Regions from separate parts of the Mus musculus genome. Here regions 1, 3 and 4 are each linked to region 2. Evidence: chromatin contacts called from public promoter capture Hi-C data. All regions are on one chromosome and are shown on one strand. Each heading gives the region's core, a stretch centred on a gene start, on an enhancer-like site or on the middle of the called end of the contact. The rest is flanking DNA. Distances are from core to core; before and after follow the strand shown.

Region 1 (2,868 bases), core at 193-2,692, 350 kb before region 2:
CGAGAGGAAGAGGCAGAGGATCTCTGAGTTGAAGGCCAGCCTGGTCGACAGAGAGAGTTCCAGAACACAGTTATAGTACATAGAGAAACCCTGTCCTGAAAAAAAAAAAAAAAAAAAAACCAACACAAAAAGATATCATACTGGTGGACAAGCTGGAGTTTATCAGTGGTATTCTTAATGACTTGTTCTTTTGCTTCAAAATTAAAGATTTCTGCTTGCTTCAGCAACACATATACTAAAACTGGAACGATCCCGAGAAGATTAGCATGGCCCCTGAGCAAAGACGACACTCCAATTTGTAAAGCGTTCCATATTTTTAAATAACAAAAAAAATTATGCATGAGACATAGGCAGGGATTTCCCACACATTCAAGGCCACCTTAGACCATAGTTACTAGTTTAGGGCAGCCAGGACTACACAGTGAAATCCTGACTCAAAGTGTGGGTACAGAGGGAGGGAGCACTAAGTTTACAGACCCTTTATCTGTAAGATAATGAAGACCTTTATTTGATTGATTTATTTTTCCATGTTGAGAGCTAATTATCGGTACCCCGATCACCTGAGTGGTTACTGGGTACAAAAAACGAGCCCAGCACTCAAGAGTTAACTTTGGTCCCAACGTTCTTTGGGGACTACCCAGGCAAGCAACACACCTCTCTAACATTAGGCATATCCAGCAGTTCCCCAAACACGTAGACACCAGGGGCCTCCAGCACCTGGTGGATGAGTGTGGCCAGTGCCGCCCCCTTAGCCGACTTGGCAAGGAGCAGAAACTGCTCTTGGTTCTGCCCTGTCACCTTCACCTCCGCACTCATGGCTGCGCCGAGGTGCGGGGCTCTGGCCTCAAGATTTCTGGAGCTGCAAGGAAAGAGGAACGTGAAACTAAAGGTCCCTGGACCCTGCGAGGGTGGTCAGCTCGAAGGGACGGGAGCTGCACGCTCAAGAGGGACCCCGCCACATCCGCAGTGAGTAAGTGGGGTCCTGAGGTCTAAAAGGCAACTCGAGGGCTCCTCCAAGCCAGCCCCATCCTGGCTGCCACGCCCACCCGCTCCGTCATCCCGGGCCCAGTCCCAAGCCCCACCACGTGCACCCCATTGAGTTCCAAGACTGATGAACCAGGGAAGGGAGAGATAGCACATGGTGTCTACCGGACGACGACGAACCCCCACTTCGGGACGCGAGTCGTGCACGTGGCCGCCCCCACGTGACCTCACCTCCTCGCGCCTGACTCGCGGCTCCACCCCCTCCCTTAAAGAGGCAGCCCCGGGACCGGCCGGGGTCTGCGCCCAAGGCCAGGTCGTACCCCCGGACCGACTGCAACCGACGGCTACCTGGAAGCCTCGTCTCCCAGCGCACGGGGCGGGGCGGCCGCTCCGTCACCTCCGGCAGCGGCTCCCAAGCCTTTCCTGCCACCTCCCCGCAGGGCCGCTCTAGCCGCTCGCTTCTATGGCCAGCTTCCGGCCGTACTTCCGCTCTCGGGAGGCGGGTTCCGGGCGGCTCCGGCCTGCTTCCGTTTCCGGACCGCGGGAGGCGCGAGAGCGGCGCCCATCTTCCGCTCTGTCCGTGCATCTTTATGGGTGCGAGAGCGGTGAATGCAGGGTGCGGAGAGGACCTCGGCTCTGCGGAGGTCCGGGGGAGCGACCCTCCCGGGAGCTGCAGGACAAGGCAGGATGGCGGCCCCGAGTTCCTGCGGCGACGTGAGCGTTAGCGGAAGGCGAGAATTCGCAGAAAGAAAAAATAAGGGAGAAAGGAGAGAAACGAGGCTATAAATAGTCCAACAACTTATCCACTCTTTTTAAAGAGCAGAAGAAAAGTTTAAAGGGTAAGGGGGCAGGAAGTGGTAACACATGCCCCCACCCCACCCCCCGGCGTATTGGAGGTAGAGGTAGGGGAGAATCAGGAGTTCAAAACCAGCCTCAGCTCCATCGCAGATTCCAAGCCAGTTTGAGCAACATGAGAACCGGTCTCAATAAGAAAGAAAACAAACCCCCGAGTGATTAAGGGGGAAAAGGAAGTGTATTGGTTAGGCTTTTGAGGTTTTCTTCCCATAGAAGTTTCAGATCGCATGACCAGACTTTTGGCCATGGTTACTACAAATAAATATTGAGTCATTTTTTTAGTCTTTGGATCCCAAATTAGCAAGGAGAAAAGTGTGAGTGGAACCAAGGCAGATGAGGAAATTTAAAAGTTAAAGGATTCAGCCGGGCACTTGTAATCCCAGCATCCAGGAGGCTGAGGCAGGAGGATTGCTATATGTTGGGAGGTTATCCCGGGCTACAGTGTGAGAGACCCTATCTCCCAAATATCATGGTGGTACACACCTTTAATTAGGTGGATTTCTGAGTTGGATCATCCGCCACTAAATAGACCAGGTTTCAAAATGAAACAAAACAAAAATCCTTACAGAAACCATATAAGGAGGAAATTAAGGTAAAGCCAGGTTTACTGTTAGATGATTTGTAATCCTATCACTCAGTAGGCTGAGGCAGGAGAATTGGACCTTCAAGGGCTGAGTTCTGGAACTAACCTGTAGGACAAAGAAATATGGATAGGGTCCAAGTGCATACCTGTCTGATTCCGTCGCTTCCTTCGAGGGATGGTGGTGCATGCTTGTGGTCTAGCACTTGGGAGGCTAAGTCAGGAGTATCTTAGGCCCAAAGGCCATGTGAGCTGCATAGTTCCAGGCTGAGAGTGGGAGAGAGAGAAGAGTTAGAAAACAAGGCAATGAATGGGCTGGAGAGATGGCTCAGCAGTTTAGAACACTGGCTGCTCTTTCAGAGGTCCTGAGTTCAAATCCCAGCACCTACATGGTGGCTCAAAAATCATCTCTAATGAGAACTGGTGCCCCCTTCTGGTCTGCAGGCATG
Region 2 (3,127 bases), core at 79-2,578:
CATACCAGTTCATGTCTTGGCAGACCCCCTCCTGTGAGCCTTTTTCAAGGACTGATAGATTCTTTATGGTTCTCCCAGTGGGCAGAGGTACCACACTCACAGTACCAGTGGGGAGAAGCACCATGCGCACAGTATCACGTTCCTTGCCCTTGATGCCCAGCCTCCCTTTACTGGCTGCCCTCAGTGACCTCTGACCTGTGACCTCGGCTTCTGTGCCAGGCTGGCAGAGTACAAGCCGCTCCTCCTCACAGTGCACACACTCATTGTCCAGATACACACAGGACATCCCCGGCTGACAGCGGCACTCGGCTTTCCGATCGCTGGTGCAAGGGGCAACCTCCTCAAAGCCCAGCACTGTCAGGGAGAGGGAAGAGTCAGAGAGGAGCTGGCCCTCCCAGTCGTACCCATCATGCAGATCCAGATGAGTCCCCACTTACCAATGTCACAGGGGCGGCACAGCTGGCAGGTGGAGAGATGGTTCCAGTGTTCATTATAGGAATTATGGGGGCAAGTCTTGCAAACCGTGTCTTGGCTGCGGCTGCATACCGCAAAGACAAACTCGCCTATGAGGCGAATGGGGAAAGAGGGTTATCAGGAGACAAGAAGTCCATCTCTGCGTCCGCTGCCTCTGCTTGCTGCATGCCTCGGAGCCTCTCCTTGGTCTCTTTGTCCCCATCCTGTCTTCATGGCTACATGCCGCTACCTCTTCAAATCTCAGTGTCCGTGGGACAATGCTAATGCTTCGTAGACTCTCCTTCCTGGCTAGTTTTAGCAGTGCTGGCTCATTCTGGCTCACCTCTACCACCCAAGCCACTTGGAGCCACTGTTCTCACCTGGGGGACAGCGGGAGCAGCAGACGTCGTGCATGGGCTCGTAGTATTCCTTGTCCTGGTCCCAGCAAGTCTGGTTTTCTATGCGATAAGGGGGCACCTTCCAGAGGAGGCGGAGAAAGAGAAGAATGAGGCAGGGTCAGCTCTGGAGGGCAGAAGGGCTAGAGAGAAACCTGGTCCATCCCACCTAGCCCCTCCCTCACCAGCTGGGGCTGAGAGGCCACCAGAAGCCCGCTGAGTCCCAGCAGGAGTGGCCCCCAGGCCAGGCCGCAGGGAGAGGAGGCCCGGGGCAGGCGCATGGCGGCCTTTCGGCTCGGCTGACCAGACCGGGTGGAGTCCTAGGAGGAAGGTGGGAAGCCCGGACGTCCTGAGCAGCGTTGGCCACGACTTCCCAAGCCTGGCGGCTGGGCCGACGTGCCCCCGGGGGCCGGGAGCGGCCGGGCCTGGCCTCCAGGGCTCCAGCGCCGGGCTCAGGAAGTGGGAGTGGAGCGAGCCGGCCGGGGGCGGGGGCAGGGAGCCCTGGGAGCAGAGGCCGGCCTGTCGCAATCGCGACGGGGGGGGGGAAGAGGAACAGGCTTGGCCGCCTCGACGCAGGGCGGGAGGGGGTGGCCGGGAAAGCACGTGAGAGCTGCAGGCCCGGAACCCGGCCTCCACCTTTCTTCGGAAGCCTGGCTCTCAGAGGGGATTGCGGATTAGGATCGCTTGCTGGCCGAAAGGGGGGCAGCAGAGACAGTGGCTAGCCATCAGTCAGGCCCACCTCCGAGAGCCCGAGGCAGAGCTGACTTGGTTGACCTGCCGTGGACGTTGAGGCAGAGAGCTGTGGACAGCTGGGTGTCAGATTTGCAAAGAGGAGGCGCCAGGGATTGACAGTGCACCCAGCCAGGATACCCAGAGGTGGTTAGCAGATGCAGCCAGCGTCTGGCCAGGCATCCCACTTGGCAGAGACTGAGGGCCTGCTCCACTCTGTGACTTTTTAAAAAGAAGCTTCCACAGTAACAAGCCCACCCACGCCACACACCAGGGCGCACACCACAAGACACTGGAGAGAGTTCAGCTGGCCCTGAATCTGTCCTCTCCTCTGGGACCTCTCTCACGGAAGGGTGGGCGTGTGTAAACCCAGGTCCTGGTGAGTGGGGGCTTCTGGGCTGGGGCTGGGTAGCCTAGTTCCAGCGTGTGTGCACATAAGCCTATAACTCTCTTAAACCGAGGGACCTGAGAGCCCAGCCAGTGTAGGTACCTTACTTTCTAGAGAAGACCTGCCCAGGGTGCCAGGCAGCGGTGCACAGGGTTCCAAGATCGTTAAGCCTGGTGGGCCTTTTCTTCCTGCCATTAATAGCCCAGAGCTGCTGGAAGTATGTGACACCCCTTTTTCCCACGTCTACTGATTCCCAACCCCCCCCCCCAGCCCCCTTCACACACACACCCCTCTAAATTTCTATTAAGAAAACAGCCATGGAGCCCCCAAGGAACCCTAATGTCTGCCCTGTGCTCCTTACTAGGCTATTGGCTGGCCCGTGGCCTGGTTTGGCTATTTAGTCTAGGCTCACGGAGTCTAGCATGATCTGGCTTATGCCACTGGCCAGGTACATATTCGTTGTGTAAATGAAGGCTGTCCACACCGCTTAGCCACTCTGGAAGAACTTAACTGCAGTCCAGATCTGATTTTCAGATCCCAGCCCATGGCAACATCTGTCCTGCCTCCCTTGTGACTCGGGGGTGGGGGGTGGGGTTGGACTCTCATTTGGAATGAGGGAAAGCCTTCTCTTGCAATAGCTCACCTGAGAACTGACCTTTTCCATGGTGGATCAGATATCCAGACAGGCTTTCGGTGGAGCCTCGAAATGCTGGCAAGGGATTGAGTTTTAGAGAAGACCTGGGGAGAGGGGGGAACAGAGCGGGGCGGGGTGGGGGGGAACTTGCCTGGGCTTTTTTTTTTTAAGTGTATACTTTTTTTAAAAAAAAGATTTATTTATTATTATATGTAAGTACACTGTAGCTATCATCAGACACTCCAGAAGAGGGAGTCAGATCTCCTTAGTGGTGGTTATGAGCCACCACGTGGTTGCTGGGAATTGAACTCAGGACCTTCAGAAGAGCAGTTGATGCTCTTAACTGCTGCCTGGGCTCTTGATAGTCACTCTGTGCTGTCCCCTCCCTGGGTGCTGGCCCAGCAGCTCCACTCTGCTGGTACCTGTCTGTCTCAATTGTCCCAGGTTCCCTGGCAGTGGTAGAGATACTGAATAGCAGACCTCTGATTTCTCTTCCTTCTGGGCTCAGGGAGTTGGGGCAGGGGCTTG
Region 3 (3,137 bases), core at 529-3,028, 400 kb before region 2:
GGCACTTTCCAACCTGCCTTTCCATCCTGCCATCAGGGGGCCATCCCTTCTTCTACACTTCTGGAGGTCCTCAGACAGGGTCTAAATCACAACCCCTAGCCATTGCTCTCCCTGCCCCGGGGGAAGCAGGGATCTGCTTCCCAGGCCCTCTCTCTCCCTTTGTCCGGCCCCACCTACTCGAGGCCTGGCCGACGCGCAGGCGGAGACTGCAGGAGAGGGCGCGGTTCGGGAGGCGCACGGTGGCGTGGTACTCGCCCGCATCGGTGCGCAGAGCTGGGCGCAACCACAGAGAGAAGTCCCCGCGCTGGAGGCCGCGCTCCTCCAGCTGCACGTGGGGATGCAGGGGCTGCCTCCCGCTGCGCAGGCCTCCTGGAGCCACGCTCAGCACCGTGTAGCGACCGGGTGCGGGTTGTCTAGGCGAGGGCATCCCCTGGTGAAGGTCAAGGGCCGGGATGGGAGTGGGTTGGCCACTGGTTGGGGAGAGAGAATAGGATTGAGAAATTTGATAAGGCCACGAAGAAGATGCACTCAAGCATGCTTTGAGGATAAAGTTAACCTGCCTAAGAGACCTCTTGACCGTCAGCAGCCTCCCCTCTCCCCCATAACTACCCCTGTCCCCACTTCCGTTGGTCTTCAGCACTATCTGCTACTGGAGAGGTGGGGCACTACAGGATGCCGGTGTGTGGGGAGCAATCCACAGGAAGGCTGTGTGGTTTTAGAGGACACTGAGCTACTGGCTTTAGAGGGGCTCACAAAGAGGACAAAACTGGCTTGGACAGGGTTTTATCCATTAGGACAGGATTGGGAGGTTCTGTTGTTCAACTTTGGAGTTCATACCTGTCTGGTTGATGTTGCCAGATAACCCCTCCTCTTCGTAGAAAGTTAGGATCCAGGTTGGGGGATTTGAGGCTGCAGGGAAGATGGACGGGAGCTCCCTCCTGGGCCCACACCACGGGGAGCTCTTTCCCAGGCCCTGAAGACACAACTAGTGGAACAAAAGAGAGGCCAAGGGCATTGAGCCAAGAGATTGGAGAATAGAGAAATGCCCTGGCTTTCCTAAGAAAGAAACATCATGCCTCCCTGTTGAAGGGAGGCTGAGGCAGCTTTGGGATCTGCCCTTATACAAAGTGATGGTGCACGCCTCTAATCCCAGCACTGGGGAGGCAGAGGCAAGTGGATCACTATAAATTCAAGGCCAGCCTGGTCATCAGAGCCAGTCCCAGGACAGCCAGGGCAACACAAAGAAACCCTGTCTCAAAACACACACACACACACACACACACACCCCTCCCCTCAACAAAAGCATTGGAATATCACCACAGCTAAAGAGACAGCCATAGAGGTCCCTGCTGGACTCTCCACCTTACCTGGAGCTTCCCAAAGCAGTCCCAGAAGCAAAAAGCCAAGGAGCAGGTCCTCCCTCATCTCCTCTATGGCCCGGGCCTCCCCAGCCCTCCAAGGGAGGTTAGAAAAAGGTCCTGGGAGGAGAGAGAGACAGACAGACAGACAGACACACACACACACACAGAGAGAGAGAGAGAGAGAGAGAGAGAGAGAGAGAGAGAGAGAGAGAAGTTCTACAAGGAGGAGGTGAGGCGGAGGGAAAGAATGTAGGGTGAAGAGGACGCCCCAGGAGTGGGGACTGGAGACAGCAGGATGGATAATGATCAGAGGCCCGGGCTGGGACCCAGAGCAGAGTGCAGGCAAACCCACTGCAGCTAGCTAGAACTTGAGCTGCTCCTCCAGACCCAGTCCTTCTGCTTCTCCTCCCCACTGCCCGCCCCCCCAGACCAAGGCGCGGGGTTTCGCTTCGCAGTGGAAAGTGTGAGGGGGCTGATTCCCAGCAGCCGAGCCCTCCTCTCGGTGGTGGCACTCCCCTTGTTTACTTCCTCAGACTCGGGTCTCCCTACCGCCCCCTCTTCACCTCTTCCCCCTCTGTCTCCTCTCTCTCTCTCTCTCTCTCTCTCTCTCTCTCTCTCTCTCTCTCTCTCTGCCAAGCATTTCTGCCTAGAACTACAGCTGTATCTTTAAGCTTCCTCTACTGTCCCCACAGTTTCTTCTTGACTTGCTCTTTCCCATTAACACTGAAAAAAAAAAAAAAAAAAGCCACTGTCCTACAGTCTGCCTGCCTAGCCTTTCAGCATCTCTTGGACAGGTACTCAAGAAGTGTCACCATACCACAAGTTACCAGATCTGGGTAAGGGCTCAGTGGAAAAGTATAGTAGCCACACGGTGTTAACCTTCATTCTATGCTACATATAACTGTATTATACATTTTCCGTAAAGCAACTTGTGAAACTTGATGCGCGCCCCTTTTTGTACAGATTTCGGGACTTGAGGCTCACAGGCATTAAATAACTTGCCAACATTAGGAAGCATGAAGGCAAAAGCTGTCTAGTCCTTAACCCTACTTGCATTATGGGATGGCCTTTCATCTTCTAGGAAGATGACACTGAGAAACTTGGTTTTATGTGTGTGTGTGGGGGGGGGGGGGAGTTCGAGACAGGGTTTCTCTGTGTATTCCGGCTGTCTTGAAACTCACTTTGTAGACCAGGCTGGCCTTGAACTCAGAAATGCGCCTGCCTCTGCCTCCTGAGTGCTGGGATTAAAGGCATGCACCACCTACCACATTCGGCTGGGAAACTTGTTTTAGATGTCTACTTTTATTTATGTGTCTGTATACATAAATTCCCCACCCTGTGTGAATGCTCAGAGGCCTGAAGAGGGTGTCAGATTCCTTGGAACTGGAGTTACAGGTGTTTTGGGAGCCGCCCCATCTGGATGCTCGACATCAAACCTAGGTCTTCTTGAAAGGCAACAAGCACTCATAACTGCAGAACGGCCTTTCCAGCCCTGACAATAGGATGTTTTCCTGTCTTCAAAACCTCCCTCCTCCCCAAGATTCTGTACTTTAAGAAAAAAATGAAGGCAAGGGTCTATGGAGATGGAATAATGCAGGAATCTTATAGCAAGGAAAACTCAAGAGAGACCAAGGTGTCAGCAACAGTGGCATGTGTAAGTCAAGATTTTGGAAGGTGGGGTGAATTGAAGCTGGCTTGCTTGGGCCCATGAGTTCAGGGTCATCCCTGGCTACAAAGTAGATGCTATGCCAACAAAATGAAACTTAAAATAAAAAG
Region 4 (2,965 bases), core at 445-2,944, 290 kb after region 2:
ATCAGATGGGACGGTAACATGCACATTTCACTGGGCTTCCAGATCTGCTGCCTTGCAAAGTCCCTGGTAGGTAGGCAGACCAGGAACTGCCTCACTAGTGTTGCCTCATAGGGGAGACAGCCAGGGGACATGGGGAACCACCAGCAGCCCTCATCCTCAACACAATGAGGGTTAGTTCACTGGCTGGTACCCTCCTGTTGTTAGACCATGGTCCTCACTGTCGGGTGTCAGGATGTTGTTAGATTCTTAAAAATGGCTGAGGCGAGTCCCTGAGATCTTTAGTGAGATTATAGCTACTGATACTTGCCAGGCTAATGGCTAAATCAAAGCTGAGCATAGAGACATATCCCAGAGATGAGGAGGAAGGTGACAGGGGCTGGAGGCCAGCCTGGGCTACATGGTGAGTTTCAGCCGACCTGAGCTCAATAGTATGATCCTGACACAAACAGAAAAGCAAAACCCCAGACAGAAAAAATGTTAACGCGGAGGCATTAAAGCACTTAACTCATTTATAACATAATACTAAACCTTGTTTCCTAACAGACATTTGTAAGTACTTTTCCCTTGAAAAATAAGTTAGACGGGGATCAGGAGACAACAGTAAGTAAGCAGCAAGAAAAATACCATGGCCGCACATGGCTGCAGATCTCCTTAACGATTCATTTAATAGAAGACAGCTGGATTCTCATATCTCTTTCTGCAATCAATCTGCTACAGCATTTCAGATCACAGGGCCTCTGGAAAATTCCACTGTGTGCTTGTAAGGCAATGAGAAGGGACAGACAAGAACGAGATCATGGAATTATGGAAATATTCAGTCTGGAAGGACCTTGAAAGACCCTCATGGCTTTGAGAAACAGCATCCGAGGTCACAGCAGTGTGCTTTAGTTTTAAGCTGGAAAGTCAGGGAAAAGACCTTGATTGCCTTGTGTGTGTGTGTGTGTGTGTGTGTGTGTGTGTGTGTGTGTGTGTGTGACTTGGCATTTGTAAAACAAACAAGGAAGGCCATTTGCCCACCTTTCTTAGTTGCATGTATGTCTGTGGGTCTGGAACCTTCCACATGCACCTTGTTAAGTCACAGCTGGGAGCTAGAAGGGGCTTCCAAGATGACTACGGGGACTCAGGCCTGACCTGTGAGACTTTGGATCATCAGGATGGGGGGTGTGCGGGGACCACCTGGTTTCACTGATTACCCACAGAGCTATCATTGGACTCTTGGGGTCTGGTCCCTACCAGTTCTTCAAATCTGCACCATGGAATTCAGTGGCGCCCCAGCTGTCCTGGGAAAAAGCTGCCTCCACACCACTGCTTGGCCCTGAGTGTGCACTTTGGGGTCAAACTCATCATGGCTCACTGCTGAGGTCTGATCAGCGAGTGAGAGACGGGGCTAGAATCTGAGCCCTGCTTCCTTGAGAGAAGGGGATAGAATCTGAGCCCTGCTTCCTTCCTGGTGTCCTCAGCAGGAGATTAGAAGACAGGTGTTGCTCCTGGACACCAGACACAAGCTCCTGGGGGCTTGGACTACACCGTCCTCAGTCTGCCTTGTCTGTTTGTAACTAATATCTGTCCAACGAACAGTTTGCATGTTCTCTCACTGTTGCTTAGCCCATGTCTGTTGATAGTCACTTTAGTCACAGACATAGGGAGCACGAAGGTCTGGGGGATTCAAGTTGCTTGCTCTTTCCAGCCGTGTCACCCTCGATGGGATCTTAGGCAATCTCTCCCTCCCTCCCCCTCTTCTTCCTCCCTCTCTCCCTCCCCCTTTCTCCCTCTTTCTCTCTTTCCCTATCTCCCTCCTCCTTCTCTTCTCTTTCCCTGTGTCCCTCCTCCTCCCCTCCCCCTCCCCCCCTCCTTCTTCTTCTCTCTCTCCCCCTAATTCCTAGAATCCTTCTGGCTGACTTTTCTTTGAGGAGCGACAGCCAGCTGCACGACACCTAGCTGCATAGCTTGCAGTGGTCCTCCAGTTCGCAGCCCGGGACTTAGTCGTCCTGACATTAATTTTTCACCTGGGGAAATTTTTTGGTGCAAATGATCTCATTAACTAAGTGGAACCATTGTGGCACTGGGGGACAGCTGCTCCAAGGCCCGGCTTCTTCCGGCAGCTGTCCCCAGTCTATTCTGGGAAGACCTGTGGCTTGTGTGGGAATTACAACGGCAACAAGGGAGACGACTTCCTCACGCCGGCCGGCTTGGTGGAGCCCCTGGTGGTAGACTTCGGAAACGCCTGGAAGCTTCAAGGGGACTGTTCGGACCTGCGCAGGCAACACAGCGACCCCTGCAGCCTGAATCCACGCTTGAGTATGTGAGCCGCAGACCCCGGGGTCTCCCGTGGTCCAGGCAGGCATTCCACGGGACACAGAGAGAGGGAAGGCAAAGGCGGAGCCATTGGCCCAGCCTTTATTTTGACCACTGGCCGTTGAGATCCACATTTGGCTCATTTCCTTTTCAAAGTTTGTTTATTGAACACCCTCCATCCATGGGTGAAATCCCAAGAAAGAATAGAATATTGGGTCGTTTCTGGCCCGGAAAAGACCCAGTCTAGAGCAGCGGTGGGTGTGGGAGCTTAAAGTTGACTTGTATGATAGATGCGCTGCAGTGACCCTGTGTGGACACGGTGCTGCGACATCTCTGCTCTTGCTAGCTTCTGCTACTCTAACCACCGTCTCCGGTCAGTGGGTCTTTGGGGAACGCACATTTACCCGTTACTGAGCCAAACGCAGAACTGTACATTGGCACCAGAAGCCAGAGCCAGATAGATTAATTTTGGTAGCAACAGAAAAGGGAACTGGCTTTGTTTGTGGGGAAGAGGGTGGGGTGAGGTATGGATGTTAGAGTCCCTGAGGCTGGCCCCAGAGGAACGGGCAGGGCCACGTCTTGTTCTGCACAGGCTCTCCTTTCTCTTCAACAGCCAGGTTTGCAGAGGAGGCTTGTGCGCTCCTGACGTCCTCCAAGTTCGAGGCCTGCC

The links. Promoter capture Hi-C pulls out the DNA fragments that hold promoters and counts their contacts.
Region 1: a promoter capture Hi-C map of macrophages shows a contact between it and region 2, with 5 read pairs. The contact joins the promoter of Cops7a here to the promoter of Ltbr in region 2. A contact is called at or near these places in 1 of 39 promoter capture datasets (macrophages) and 1 of 9 other capture datasets (pancreatic islet).
Region 3: a promoter capture Hi-C map of liver shows a contact between it and region 2. The contact joins the promoter of Lag3 here to the promoter of Ltbr in region 2. A contact is called at or near these places in 5 of 39 promoter capture datasets (3T3-L1-derived adipocytes, embryonic stem cells, liver and 1 more) and 2 of 115 datasets of contacts at active chromatin or transcription factors (microglia and pancreatic cancer cells).
Region 4: a contact with region 2 is called in a promoter capture Hi-C map of hematopoietic stem and progenitor cells. The contact joins the enhancer-like site here to the promoter of Ltbr in region 2. A contact is called at or near these places in 19 of 39 promoter capture datasets (the 3T3-L1 cell line, 3T3-L1-derived adipocytes, the HPC-7 cell line and 11 more), 3 of 15 datasets of contacts at CTCF or cohesin (the NIH/3T3 cell line, embryonic stem cells and pro-B cells), 6 of 484 Hi-C or Micro-C datasets (CD4 T cells, CD8 T cells, bone marrow-derived macrophages and 2 more), 20 of 115 datasets of contacts at active chromatin or transcription factors (astrocytes, bone marrow-derived macrophages, cardiomyocytes and 9 more) and 2 of 9 other capture datasets (adipose tissue and liver).

The regions. Positions count from the first base shown.
Region 1 is chr6:124,964,070-124,966,937 of GRCm38.p6, forward strand. It overlaps Cops7a (COP9 signalosome subunit 7A), which reads right to left and starts at 1,443. Exons shown (of 8, transcript NM_001355542.2): 1 at 1,333-1,443; 2 at 655-859. The coding sequence starts at 816. Gm23851 (a small nuclear RNA gene) reads left to right here and starts at 214; the gene lies at 214-318.
Region 2 is chr6:125,312,557-125,315,683 of GRCm38.p6, forward strand. Ltbr (lymphotoxin B receptor) reads right to left here and starts at 1,329. Exons shown (of 10, transcript NM_010736.4): 1 at 1,034-1,329; 2 at 834-930; 3 at 438-563; 4 at 196-354. The coding sequence starts at 1,129. It also overlaps a transcript of Scnn1a not described here.
Region 3 is chr6:124,909,927-124,913,063 of GRCm38.p6, forward strand. Lag3 (lymphocyte-activation gene 3) reads right to left here and starts at 1,779. Exons shown (of 8, transcript NM_008479.2): 1 at 1,368-1,779; 2 at 838-985; 3 at 178-470. The coding sequence starts at 1,425.
Region 4 is chr6:125,601,222-125,604,186 of GRCm38.p6, forward strand. Vwf (Von Willebrand factor) reads left to right here. Exons shown (of 52, transcript NM_011708.4): 14 at 2,103-2,298; 15 at 2,909-2,965. Among named protein-coding and RNA genes, the nearest start is that of Vwf, 50 kb to the left of the region's middle. Within about 2 kb of position 1,695, at least 161 of the 459 cell types and tissues checked have an H3K27ac peak or open chromatin away from gene starts, as enhancers often do. A contact at or near this core is called in CD8 T cells, adipose tissue, bone marrow-derived macrophages and 4 more, where this site is marked.